3 separate regions of the Mus musculus genome follow, and regions 1 and 2 are each linked to region 3. The links are chromatin contacts, called in public Hi-C maps. All regions are on one chromosome and are shown on one strand. The core of a region is the stretch at or near the end of the contact, and the rest is flanking DNA. Distances in the headings are between cores, read along the strand shown.

Region 1 (4,967 bases), core at 1,362-3,861, 420 kb after region 3:
GGAACAGGATCAGGTAAGGAGTCAGGGGAACAAGAGAGAAGCCCAGAGGGCCAGCAGAATGAATGGAAGTATGAAGTCTCAGAAGGTGATAGGGAGGGAGACCCTCCAGAAAGTACTAGAGACATGGATGGTAACTCTCAGGACTCAAAGGGAAGGACATTAGATAAAATGCCTAACAGTGGGGAGAGGAAACTCGAAAAGTCCACCTCAAATAGATAGGAAGGGCCTCAAGAGAAATGGTGTTACCAACCCACAGGCAAAATTTCTGACCCAGAAGTGTTCCTGTCTAAAAGAACTGCAGGGACAAAATTGGAGAATAAACTGAGGGAACGTTTTTCCAGTGACCAGCCCAGTTGAGGATTCACCTCATGGGGTGGGGGTGGGGGCACCAAGGCCTGATCCTATTACTGATGCTATGCTATGCTTACAGACAGGAACCTAGCATGGCTGTCCTCTTTGAGGCCCTACCAGCAGCTGACTGAGACAGACTCAGATACTTATACCTGTCAGGAACCTCTATGGTTGAATTAGGGGAAAGATAGAAGAAACAGATGAGGAGAGCGGTCCCATAGGAAGACCATGTCTCAACTCACCTGGACCCCTGGGAGTTCCTAGACACTGAGCCACCAATCAGACAGCATGCAAAAGCTGGTCTGAGCCCCCCAGCATAGATTGTGAAATTTTAAAAAAATGATCATAACCTCTCATTCAGTGGTAAGGGAGTTTTTTTTTTAATTATGCCTTTGGTATTTTGTGTATTCTAGTTCACATTTAGCTTTTCTACATAATACTTTGTATGCTTTTTCAATGCTCTGTTTTGAAGGAAACTCTTTTTCAGTCGAAGATTAAAGTAGCTGGAAGATTGGCTTGAACCAGAGATTTCTATTCATACTGACAAAGCCTAGTAGAAGCAAGGAGAGCTGCAGCTCAGAATGGTTCTATTTTATTTCTGTAGGAAAATAAATGACCTAAAGTTATTGGTGTCAAATTTGAAATAAAACCAATGAGTTCATAGTCAACTGAGGAGACCCCCCAACACTAGTAGTTTATCAATTCTACAGTGGGAAAATATTGACATAGTAATGATTTTTGTCTTTATCAAAATCAGACAGTAGTTTCCAAAGTCTCACAGACTTGAACAGATTCGTCCAAGTAGAAGGCTTTACTTTAAAAATTGTTTCATTTATAGTCTTGTTTTGTTTCTTCAATACCAAGATTTTATTGTCCCAAGACTTTTTAGAGTTTTGAATTTCTTTCATCCTTTAGGTTAATGTTCTTCTTAGATAAATTTCAAGATGAATCCTTGGATAAGAGAAATTCATGGAAAACTGTATAATCGGTAGAGAACCTTCCTCTTGACTTGAATTGCTCACTCCTCTAGACCAGAACTCTTTTGTATCTGGCTTGGAGTAAATTAATTTCGTTAGATTAGGGGAAAATGGAATTCTACTTTTCAATTTGAAATTCACTTAGTATCAAAGTGACTGTAATTAATTTTTTTTCTGATGATCTGAAAAATGTAGTCATAAATTATAAATAACCTATCAAAGGAACGTTGGAAAGTACACCTGATAAAGAACATTGCAAGTGTGGTCCACTTTCTTTCCTCACATGAAATGTGATTTTCTAACACATGAAAGGCATGCGATTAGTGCCATCTAGTGCACTGATCCATCATGGGAGCAATCTTATCAGTTCATCATAGTTTGTTTTTTCAAAAGGCTTTCTGAAAAGTCATCCAATTTCTCAAGACCATTTAATTCAAGTTAATATTAAACCGTTGATTTAATTTTTGTTAAAAGCTAACCTATTTACATGCTACAGTTCTTAAAGAGAGTTAGAAATCAGATAGATCATTAATTCCTTATCATTATTTTAATTGATTGGGATTTTCCTTGAACTCTCTGGAAGCATAACCTACAGTTTATTGCTTTAACCTGTGGGCACACCAAAAATAATTGTGTGTGTGTGTGTGTGTGTGTGTGTGTGTGTGTGTGTGTGTGTGTGTATGTGTGTGTATGTATGTGTGTGTGTATGTATGTGTGTGTGTGTATGTATGTATGTGTGTGTGTATGTGTGTGTGTGTGTGTATGTATGTGTGTGTGTGTGTGTATGTATGTGTGTGTGTATGTGTGTGTGTGTGTATGTGTGTGTGTGTATGTGTGTGTGTGTGTATGTGTGTGTGTGTGTGTGTAATTTGTTGCCACCACTAAGTTCAGTAGTGATCTCTATTAAGTTTCTAATTGTATCAAAAATATCAGTTTTCTGATTCAGAGATTTCTCTGTGTATGATAAAAATACCACGACTTCTGAGGCCATCGCAGGAGATTTATTCCTCGGGAGTTAATGTTACTAATTTGAGAAAAACAAAACAAAACAGAAATGATAAAATTCCATACACTGTGCTTAAGTTAGTCCTGGGCGCTCCCACACATCCTGCCTATTTAATTCATTAAGATTTCTCTGGCACATTGAGTGCCTGAGAAAATTTTGAGTCAGAAATTACAGTGACTTAAAGAAAGTCAAGTTGATTAATAATAGTAATGCAGCACACAGCGATCTCTCCAGGGGAAGGTTAGTCACAGAGAAAATTCTGTCTCAGTTTCCTTTTATCTGATAAGGTAGCCAACCTCAGGCAAACAGTGCAGCCTATAAATGAGTTGGTGTTCCCCGGTGTCCTATGTTCTGTCTCAACAGCTTTTTCTTCTCCCCCTAACCATGTCTTCTTCCCCCCGATTTCCATCTTCTCTCTACTCCTTTATTAACTTACCTTCCAACTTTTAATAATGTCAAACTAGGAGATGGAAGAATATTGGAAGGAATGTGTTCACTGGCAAGGCAGCTTGTTCTCCCTTCCATGTAACACCAGACAAATTAGATATGAGATCAGTAGAATACCTACATCATTTCTAATGACCAAGAATTCCTAGACCTAAACTTGACCTATTTAGTTTGGTCTGTGGTGTTCAGTGTTAGTGTAAATTATCCTTGCATGTATTGTATACAATAGATGTAATTAATGGGTGCCCCTTTAACATAAAGGTAGTCCCAGTTTCAGTCACTTATTACTTATTTTCATGATATAGTAAGTATTTCTTTGGCCGTGGAGAAGAGTTAAAGGGATTTTCATTATAGAAAAGCTTATAAGAGGCTGAAAATAATCTTTAAGATGAGATAGTTCAAAATGGTAGCAAGAACTATGAAGACGTTTATAAGAAAGAACATTTGGAATGGGGTAGGTTTAGTAAAGCTTTGAGGATTATTAAATATTATTGGATTCAAGAGAATATTTTGAAAGGCATATATTTGAGAAGTAGATAGCTAAAAGGAATAAGGATTGTGTCCTGTTCTACAACTGATGCAAAGCTCATACATCATGCAACATTTAATAACTGAGCAAATCACAATTTACTGCTGACTGAAGTTTCAGAAAGTGCTTTTATGGAAATAGTGTTTGAGCAGAAAAAATAACTAAGACTATTTTATGAACTGGAAAATGAAGGTAACATTATTTGTGACAGATAAGTTTAGGAATTGTGTATAGGAAACTAGAAATATTTATTACTCTGTTATTCATCTATTTTTGTACATGTATACATTTGTCAAAGGATACATATATACATTCAATAATGTCACTTCCTATTTAGGAAATCATACAATACAACAAACTTGGAAATAATCCCAATGGATACAATGTAGCTTCCTGATGAAGACACATAAGCTACGGAGAGTTTATTAGTAAACTATACTGTGACTTGCCAGCAGAGTTCTGTAAGTTCTCTGTCTCTGTCTCTGTCTCTGTCTCTCTCACTCTCTCTCTGTCTCTCTGTCTCTCTGTCTCTCTGTCTCTCTCACTCTCTTTCGTGTGTGTGTTTCAAGAGAGGAACATTCATTAGGAACATTATATTCTAATAAAACTACTACCTGCATATAACAGACATGTCAAATAAAATATAAGTAAAGTAATATTTTTACTATTGATACAGTCTATTCCTTATTGACATGGGTAACAAGCATCTTCAGCCTAGCTCAGGAGAAAAGTTATAATATATAGAGGAAAGTAATTTGAATTCTGTCTTCTGAAACATCACTCATATAAGAGGTCACCCTGTGTAGTCACAAAGGGTGAACTTCCCAGCAGATGTGGGAAAAAAACACAATTTAAAAAGGAAGAGATTTTTAAATTTTGTATTTTTTCATTGTAATCATATATCTCTGTGACAGGATGTATTTGTTTGTTCTCATGTCACTGTGTGAGTGTAGAAGTCAGACGAGAACTTTGTAAAGTTGGTTCTCACTTTCTACCTTTACCTGGGTTCTAGGAATGAGCTGTAGTCATAAGACTTTTGTGATAAGCACCTGGCCCAACTGATCCTTCTCACTGACATAGTAGTCATGCATTTTGTGCTTCATTAAATGGTAGGCATACAATTTTTGCAACCTAATTTTAATAAGGATGCAGCTACAATCCTCCTAGCAGGCAGACACCAGGCATGGACCAGCAGCTATAGTTCAATCCTGAAGCAACTACCAGGTTAGCCAAGAGGCTTGAGGTGACGTGGCAGAGGCATCTTGCTGCCATAGGAACCTCACAAGGAGTTCTTTGACAAGTTTCTCTCAATATCAGCTTTACCACCAGTGGAGTTCAACAACACTGTATAAGGTAGGCAAATACATGCATGTTGTTATCGAAAAATATGGAGGCAGAGCAAATGAAACCAATACTCAGTGCTCTTCTCCCACTGTCTGTGGAGTCATTTTTATATTTCTTCATCATGGATCCTTTCATGCGTTTGATATATTAAAACATCTTTTCATCTGTGTCTGCTCCAGAAAACATCCTTTCACCGTGTCTGCTTCAGGAAACCATTTTTTCAGATGTTTGCTTCAGCAAGATATCTTACACCTGTGTGCTCCAGCAAAACATCATTTGACATAACTAACTTTCCAATAAACTGGAAGTTTCC
Region 2 (4,811 bases), core at 2,000-4,499, 330 kb after region 3:
TTTAGTGACTCATTCAGTTAAATTAGCATATTGAGATGATCACAAATAGCATCGAACTCTCTAAACTTGCTAGATATACCAAAAGAGAAAGGCCTGCCTAATATTTAAGGATCCATATGAAGTATAGTTCAGAGTTACTATGCTGTTCTTAATAGGAAATGGGGCAGATTCTTATCTAAAAGCTGGAAGTATATCATTCTATTTCCTTTGGTTTCCCATAGCAGATTCTTAAATTCTTTAATTCTCCGGTTATATTGAAGTTGATATATATTTGTTCTACAACAGAAACCCTAGGGTTTATTTGCTGGTCACACTTGCATTCTAGTCTCTTTATCTTCTTTTCTGCTACATTCTACAGTTAATGTACTTTACTATAAAATAACACATCAGTTTCATCATTGAGGAAATGATACATTGAGAAATCAGTATCATGTCTTCCAAATATCTTCTTTGAAGACAATGACCATTTCCAAATAGGAACACAAAGGCTGTATTTGTGTTGCAAACGTACCACAGGCTCCCTGCACTACAATCATGCAGGGTTTCAGGCAACTCTGTGTTTTAGCATAAAGTATGTGAGGGGAGATATTTCTTTGTGTGAACAATAATACTCATTTCCAAGAATCCTGGATGTCAGACTGGCTGGGAATTATTTTCAAAGATGAACAAAGACATTTGACATTTTGAGATGAACAATAAAACAAAATGATAACAAGTGAATATATGTTTGTAGATGCATGTATGTGATGCATGTGATTCATAGGGAATAAGGAGTCAAGGAGAGAGGTAGGGGAAGAGAAGGGGAACCTCAGTCTGAGGAACTTGGACTTGTAGGCAACTACAAAAGGTAAGGGACTCTGGCTTCAGTATTTCAAGCCTTAATTAATTAGGAAGAAGATGTGTTCTATAAAGAGTAACCAACTCTGCATGTACAGAACACAGAGAGAATGTTACTCAGTCTGAACACTTTGGACGGAAGGCATAAGTTTATCCTTAATCCAAGGGTAAGCTCAAGGGTATTTTGATTTATATTTTCTTATTAATTCTTTGTAGTCTGTCTGAGGAAAGAAATATTGGTGTACATAGTTGGGCTAAGATAGTAAAAAGTGAGTTTTATTTCATGTGAATAAGCTATATACATAAAAATAAGGATTATTGCATGAGGATTTTGTGCAATATATTTTATATTATAACATATCATCTATGCCAACCTTCTGGCTCTATCAATGAAGTAATTATATGGAAAAAAGGTATCGCTATGTGATCAAAGCAGTGCTTAGACTTGGGAGCTCATGGAGAATATTCAGTGAGTAGATCGCTAGTAGTTTTGTTTATTCTCTAACTATTAACATCTACTGTATGAAGATCTAATTGAAAACTTATATCAAAACCAGAGTAACACATCTGCTATTGATAAAACTCAAGTACATGAGTCAAATCAATGCTCTTGTTTGCATCTCTCATGCAACTTACTCCCAAATATTGTTTAATTTTCCAAATATTTTGAAGTATCAGAATGACTACTCATATTCAATAGCTGGATAAAAACAAGGGGTAAAGGTGATTAGGTGGTATTTCTATCTGAGAATGTGAGTTTGCCTTATAATGCTACACGGACATCTTCTTTTATTGCTCTCATGTTCCATTTATCATGGGATAAAAGAATATCTCTTGATTTTTACTTATTCGGCTCAGACATGATTAAAGCAGGCAAAAATGACTGCAGAGTAAGGCAGAGAGCTCAGCTTGTTTATTGGATAGAAGTTGGGAAAAGAGTAATATGGCAACAACACTGAAGAATATATGACTGGGGCTAGAACTGTTGAGACTTCCAGTTTCCATAGTGTAGCTGCAAAGCAAAGAATGACTTGAGTAAAAACTCCAGAGCTCATCAGTGAAAGAGAATGCATGCTTACAGTCAGTTTAAATACAGTGTTGTGTTTGTTTATTTTATGTGAATGTTTTGCCTGTATGTATGTATGTATGTATGTATGTATGCATGTATGTATACTACATACAGCTTGGTATACATGGAGGACAGAATATGTCATAGGATCCCCAAGAACTAGAGTTACAGATAGTTGTCAGCCACTATGTGGATGCTGGAAATTGAATACAGGGACTCTGCAGAAACAAGTGCTCTTATCTACTAAATCGTTTCTCTAGCCCTCTAAAGAATATATTGTTACTATGAAGACTCAGAACAAATTAGCTCTATATCTATTTACTGTTTGATATGTAGGAGGTAGCCATTCTTAATATTTAAAATGTATAATTCTCTGGGGTTGAGACAATGGTTCAGTCTGTAAACTCTTTCTCTCCAGCATAAAGACCTCAGTTCAATGCCCAGTACTCATATGAAGGACAAGGTAGCATGATGTATGCATGTAACCTCAGCAATGAGATGGGAGGGAGACAGGTAGATTCCTGGCTTTTATTTGCCAGGCAGCCTACCTGAATCTGTGAGTTGCAGTTTCAGTGAGAGACCATACCTCAAAAATATGATGAACAGTGATTAAGCAATACACCCAGAATTGACTTCTGGCCTAAACACACACACACACACACACACACACACACACACACACACACACACACACACATTCTTACACACATGCACATAGGAACACATATACCATGTGCATACCCCTAAGTGGCCAACTGAATTACCAAATTGCTTTTAAGAATTTATGCTTAAAATGCCTTGCATCAATGACATTTTGAGGTAACTTTTCTGTCTCTGCTTTATATGATATGTCTTTCATTAACATTGGATAGCTTTCCAGTTAAAATGAAAATGAGTTTCCCATCACTACCTATATTTCAGTAGTGCAGTAGCATATAACAATGCCTTTTGATCTGGAAAGTGCAGTGACTGGATTCACATGGCTTAGGCTCAAGTTAACCACCACATCCTCCTTCCATCTAAAAATAGCCCATATCTTTCCAAATGGGTACCAAACCCTCTAAGTTCTTAGAACTTGTTTTTCCCCCATACTTAAATTTGAAGCCACCCACCTGGTTTTAGGTATTTTTTGAGGTAGAAGGGAGGGCTAAAAGGCAGTATTCTGCAGAATATTCTCTTGCCTTTCCTAGTTACCAAAGTTCTATTACTTCCGTTACAAAGTGGCTTTGATGTGCTTATGGGTGAGAGGGCAAAGGAACCAGAGTCAGAGTAGGTTTGAATGTGTGGGGTATGACATTAATTTGCACTTGAATAATCATTTCTGGATATGCATACAGGATATCAGCATATCTGCTTCAAACATGGGGAAAATCCCCTAAAGTCAGTCAACTCATTGCTCTACATAGTTTAAACCACAGGCTCAAATTTTTTTTAAACCAAGTTCATTATTGCTGTGTGTCATGCAGATATCAGTTGACTTTATTACAGAAGAGTAAACTTTGCACAAACCAAAAGAGGTAATGATCTTAATATGATCCCATTGGAAAAACCATGGTTTCTACCAAGTATTTTCCTATTTATAACAATAGAGAAGAATCATGTGTCCAGTATATTCAGCTTCCCCACTTAGTAGCATCTTGCAAAACAGCAGAGCAATGACACAGACAGGCAAGATACAGAACATTTCTTTTACTGTACAATTCTTTTCTGTTGGCCTGATAATAGCCAGACCAACTTCCTGCTTGTCTCCATTCCCACACTAACCCTTAGCAACCTCTAACCTATTGCATTCCCATACTTCTCTTATTTCAGGAACGGCACATAAGAGAATTGTATTGTGTGACTTTTGAAGTTCATTTTTATCCACTTAGTGTTGTTCTTCAGAGACTCATCAGGGTTTTGGCGGATGGAAGTATATGCCTTTATTGCCAAATAGTGGTCCATGGCAAGTGTTTAACCTCAACCTGCTGAGGAAAATTGGGTTGTTTTCTGTTGTTTTTGTTTTGTTTTCTTTTGCTTTTGTTTTGCAACAACTGTAAACAGATGTTGCTTTAGTGATCCATTTAGTGTCATATTTTTTCTTATTTTGCACTTTTATGTATTGATTTGACTTTCTCCAGTAGCTGGAAAGAAAAGCGATCTAGTGCTGTGTGGTATTCTTAAGCATGTGCAGCTCTGATGTCTCTTATCAAAGGAACATTTGTTGCATGAGTTTTGTTCAAGTGTTAGTTACAGGGCTTTTGGCCATAAACTCAGGGTTACTTCTTAAAAAACAATATATGTTAAGTGTGGTGTCCCAGCATAGGAACACACTTAAAACACAGCTATGTATTGACTGGCTAATAAAATGCAACCAGAGACTTCTATGGACTTGCCCTGCATTTTCCTGTGAGAAGTGTGTAGATGCTTTCTAGTCTAGAATCTATAGCTATTTTAGAGACTATAATCACTCCACACAAATGATAACAGTTACATTCTATTACAGGACAGTTATTTCATAGACTATAACCACGACACATAAACTAAGAACAATTCTGTTACATGAGGTAATCATGGAGAGTAACAATATTATATATATAAAAGCCTCCCAATAAACCAAAACCAAGTGTCTCTTCCCCCAAATGCTCTTCCTCCATGAGGTACTTCTCCATTATCTAGTACATAATGTGAGAGTGAACACACGCCCAAGGTTTGGAAGGTAATGGTTTTCTTTTACTTGAAAGCACTGGGGAACCACCCAATGAAGAATGTCAAGGTAAAATTTTTATTTTTGAAGATTATTTGGGTATATATAGAAATGAATTGGTGAATGCATATAAAGAAACTGCTAAGAATAGAAATAAGGAGACAATTAGGCATCTAGAAATGTAATTCATTTATAAGTGTTTGAACTCAAGAGTGGATA
Region 3 (4,563 bases), core at 301-2,800:
GTGGCAGGAGATAAATCTTGTGCTCTTTACTTGTCAGGATCATGAAATCTCTTTCGCTCATATGAAGATCACAAGGGCTCAGAGTAAACACAGCTAGGAGGTTACCTGGCCTGTTACTGAGTCAATGGGATGAAATAGTGTGTGTGTGTGTGTGTGTGTGTGTGTGTGAACCCTCTGTTAAGTGTACACCTCTACATAAATGTCACATGTTAACCACCCTTACAGCTTTTCTGCTAGAGGATAGTGTGTTCCTAGTGGCCAAGTCCTGAGCAGATCAGCTTAATGATAAAACTATCCAGAAGAGCACTGGCCTCTTCATTTCTCTTGCCCTTAGTCATACACTGAGCAGATCATTTTCATAGCAAATTTAATGTACTCACTGGCTCAAGTCTAGATAGGAAGAGCTAAAGAGGTAATTACTGTTCTATCTTATTAATTTATTACTGAAACATGCACTCTGTTAAATGGCAGAATTCTGAGAGGATTCACCTGCCCTATAATTGAGAAGTGACTTAGATTAGACCCATCCCTAACAACCCAATAGCACATTCTCTCTAAATCAAATAAGATATGACTACTGATTCATACTGCATGTCACTACTGGGTAATATGTAAGCTCAGCCTTGTATCTAAGGATTCTCTTTGTTCTGTTTCCATCTTTTAGGGAAGAAGATCAGGAAAATGTATTATGTAAGAAAAAAATGTATTCAATGAAGAAGATCAAGTGATCATATAACAAGCATATTGACCATAAAAATTATTTGTTTTTACTAGGAAGTGTTGAAATGAATATGACTAAAGCCTGCATATTGATGTCAAAGATATATAAATTCTTTGTATTTAAGGGCAGAACACATGATGTTTTTGCTTGCCTTTGATTTGAATGTCAAGGAACAAATATTTGGATTCCATAGAGACATGCTCCTATTATAAATAAGAAAATGCCATATCACCAAGTAATTTATAATTTGCCACAATGAGAGGGAGACAGAATGTATATAATGAAACATGGAAAGAGCAACTAATTAGTGACAATCTGTATATGACTTGAGAACTCACCGGAGACTAGAGTCTCCACATGCATACGAGTCCTACAGATTTCTAAATAACAAATAGAGATGTTATTTATTATCTTTTTTTTTTTCAAGTTACCTGGGAGAAGAAGCTTCAGATAAATGCAGGGCAAACTGGCTCAAGTTTGTCTTGGAAGAACACAGAGGTGAGAGAGAGAGTTCAGCCTAAAATCAGGAACTATGAGCCTAGGAGTGGGTCATTGGCTTAAGTCAAAAGGAAATGAGTGACATTTTTGAGGGTGCCTGATACTTGTCTCACCTCCTTGTGTCTGACGTGACAAGTGTCATCTATAATCTTATCATAATGTTCTATTCTTCACCCAGAGTATTTTTTCTGTTCTCTTCTTAAAACCAACAATTCTTAACCTTAATTTAGTGTCACTTTTTCCATGAAGGTAGGTTAGAACAGAGAACCCAGTCATGTGCCATGTAAGCACACATCACTTCTCTGCTCAGTGTGTTTGTCACCCTTCACACAGTTGTCACTGGCTTGTGTCACTCAACAGACTGGAAACTTGATGACACTGGGGCTTGCCTGTTTCCTAAGTTCTTTACTATTCTGAGTCATATTTCTCCTATCCTAGGTTCTGTGAGCTTCTCACAGCATCCCCTTTGCACTGTCATTGCCCAGGTAGATAAGGCTGTCCTACAATCCTACCTACTTGAGTCTTATCCAGAATTCTCCCCTACACTCTTTAGAAGCCATTTTCTACTTTTAGATCCTCAATGCTGGGTCTGTTGTCCCGCTGGCTTCTCTTCCCACCCATGTTGAACAGTGCATCCTTACGATAGAACCCAGGACTATGAAATGCACGTCTGAATTCATTTTCTAGAACTTTCTAAGGAAATGATGCTTATTTGATTATTCTTAAAAAGAATGGACTCAAAAAGGCTTTAAAAATATTTATTTATTTACTTATCTATTTATTTAATTTGTGGTGTGTGTGTGTGTGTGTGTGTGTGTGTGTGTGTGCGCGCACGTGCGTGCACACACACACACACGCACACATGAATGTAAGTACCTAAAGAGGCTAGGAATGGATGTTAGGTCTCCCAGAGCTGGAGTTACTGGTGGTTAAGAGAGACCCTATGTGGGAAATGAACTCTAATCTTCTGAAAGGGCCTTCAGAGCTCTTAAGTACTAATCTCTAGGCCCTTCGTTTATTTTATGCATGAAAGTATATGATGTGGTCAGGCCTGGTGAAGTTACTCCTAATAAAACCCAAAAGAAAAACAGTTAATTTTTTTTTCCTTTGAGAAACAAGTAATGGAAAACATGAAGAACAAAACTAGATCCTACTGCCATAATGATACCTGAACATTGCTCCCTGTGACCACTTCTGGGATATGATGGTCACAGGATGGAAGATAAATATTATCTGTCTTGACAAAGGGGTATAGAAGGGTTGAGACATCTTGATGTCATTTATAGTAATGGGAACATGGAACAGGTTATTTTAAAAATGGATGTATCTTTGAGTTAGGAAAAATCTATTAAATTTTGGAATTGTTTCTAAAGAGATATTTATTGTGTCATTAAAGATTTAAAAATAGTTGTAAGACTAAACCAAGAGCTGTGCTATTTGATGGTTATCTTATTTCTGATTTAGAACATATTAAGAAATCACCATTAAGATTTCCCACTTTGTACCTTATTGCATATATGTGGATGCAGATTTAACATTTATGTAAAATGCGCAGTTACAATTTAAAAAATTATTTATAATTTTGTATTCACCTAATGTGTGTTTGTGTGCCTGAATGCATATGTGAATGTGCACACATGTTTAAGGCTACATACACACATCTGGAGGTGGTATGTGTATACATGCTGGCCCATGTTTTATGGTATATTTCTGAAGGTCAGAGAATAAACTGTGGGAATTGGTTGGTTCTTTCCTTCTGCTGGGTGAGTCTTGAGAACTGAACTCAGTTATCAGGCTTAGTGGCAAACCACTTTGATGACCCTGCAGTTAAATTTACCAAGGTATATGCCTTAAATTCTCTCTCTCTCTCTCTCTCTCTCTCTCTCTCACTCTCTCATACACACACACACACACACACACACACACACACACAGAGAGAGAGAGAGAGAGAGAGAGAGAGAGAGAGAGAGCGCTCCTTATTTTGGTGATTCTTTGTATAGTTCTTTTTATTTCTACTCGGTTGATTTCAGCACTGAGTTTGATTATTTCCTGCCTTCTACTTGTCTTGGGTGTATTTGCTTCTTTTTGTTCTGGAGATTTCAGCTGTGCTGTTAAGCTGCTAGTGTACGCTCTCTCCAGTTTTGTTCTGGAGGCACTGAGAGCTGAGTTTTCCTCTTAGCACTGCTTTCATAAGTGTCCCATAAGTTTGGGTATGCTGTGCCTTGATTTTCATTAAAATCTAAAAAGTCTTTAAGTTCTTTATTTCTTACTTGATCAAGTTCTTGTTGAATAGGGCTTTGTTCAGCTTTCATGTACATGTATGCTTTCTGTTGTTTTTGTTGCTATTGAAGACTAGCCCCTAGTCTGTCATAGGATGTATGAGATTATTTCAGTCTTCTTGTATCTGTTGAGGCCTGTTTTGTCGTCAATTTTGGAGAAGGTACCATGAGGTGCTGAGAAGAAGGCATAGTCTTTTGTTTTAGGATTAAATGTTCTATAAATATCTGTTAAATCCATTTGATCCATAATTTCTGATAGTTTCAATGTATCTCTGTTTAGTTTGTGTTTCCATGATCTGTCCATAGATGAGAGTGGGGTGTTGAATTCTCCTACTATTTTTTGTTTGTTTGTTTTGTTTGTTTGCTTTTGTTTTGTGAGACAGGATTTCTCTGTATAGCCCTGGCTGTCTTGAAACTCACTCTGTAGACCAGGCTGGCCTGGAATTCAGAAATCTGTCTGCCTCTGCCTCCCGAGTGCTGGGATTAAAGGTGTGTGCCACCACGTCCAGCCTTCTCCCACTATTATTGTGTGAGGTGCAATGTGTGCTTTGGGCTTTAGTAAAGTTTCTTTTATGAATGTGGGTGCCCTTGCATTTGGAGTGTATATGTTCAGAATTGATAATTCTTCTTGGTAGATTTTTACTTTGATGAGTATGACATGTCCTTCCTTTTCTTTTTTGATAAATTTTGGATGAAAGTTAATTTTATTCTATATTAAAATGGCTATTCCAGGTGTTTCTTGGGACCATTTGCTTGGAAAATTGTTTTCCAGCCCTTTACTCTGTGGTAGTGTCTGTCTTTGACACTGAGGTATGTTTCCTGTACTCGCCAAAATGCTTGGTACTGTTTTTGTATCCAGTCAGTTTCTCTCTCTCTCTCTCTCTCTCTCTCTCTCTCTCTCTATATATATATATATATATATATATATATATATATATATATATATATATATATTTAATTAGGGAATTGAGTCCATTGATGTTAAGAGATATTAAGGAATAGTGATTGTTGCTTCAAGTTATTTTCAATGTTATTTTTATGTTTGTGTGGCTATTTTCTTTTTGG

The links. Hi-C and Micro-C count contacts between places; a contact is called where the count stands out from the background.
Region 1: a contact with region 3 is called in a Hi-C map of group 2 innate lymphoid cells, with 7 times the contacts expected there. The contact joins two enhancer-like sites. A contact is called at or near these places in 2 of 484 Hi-C or Micro-C datasets (Th2 cells and group 2 innate lymphoid cells).
Region 2: a Hi-C map of group 2 innate lymphoid cells shows a contact between it and region 3, with 5 times the contacts expected there. The contact joins two enhancer-like sites. A contact is called at or near these places in 2 of 484 Hi-C or Micro-C datasets (Th2 cells and group 2 innate lymphoid cells).

What each region holds. Positions count from the first base shown.
Region 1 is chr2:8,874,730-8,879,696 of GRCm38.p6, reverse strand. No RefSeq gene overlaps it. Among named protein-coding and RNA genes, the nearest start is that of Gm30957, 70 kb to the left of the region's middle. Within about 2 kb of position 2,611, at least 2 of the 459 cell types and tissues checked have an H3K27ac peak or open chromatin away from gene starts, as enhancers often do. A contact at or near this core is called in group 2 innate lymphoid cells, where this site is marked.
Region 2 is chr2:8,963,564-8,968,374 of GRCm38.p6, reverse strand. All of the region lies in intron 1 of Gm30957 (predicted gene, 30957), which reads right to left. Among named protein-coding and RNA genes, the nearest start is that of Gm30957, 19 kb to the right of the region's middle. Within about 2 kb of position 3,249, at least 6 of the 459 cell types and tissues checked have an H3K27ac peak or open chromatin away from gene starts, as enhancers often do. A contact at or near this core is called in group 2 innate lymphoid cells, where this site is marked.
Region 3 is chr2:9,291,653-9,296,215 of GRCm38.p6, reverse strand. No RefSeq gene overlaps it. Among named protein-coding and RNA genes, the nearest start is that of Gm13219, 58 kb to the left of the region's middle. Within about 2 kb of position 1,550, at least 1 of the 459 cell types and tissues checked has an H3K27ac peak or open chromatin away from gene starts, as enhancers often do. A contact at or near this core is called in group 2 innate lymphoid cells, where this site is marked.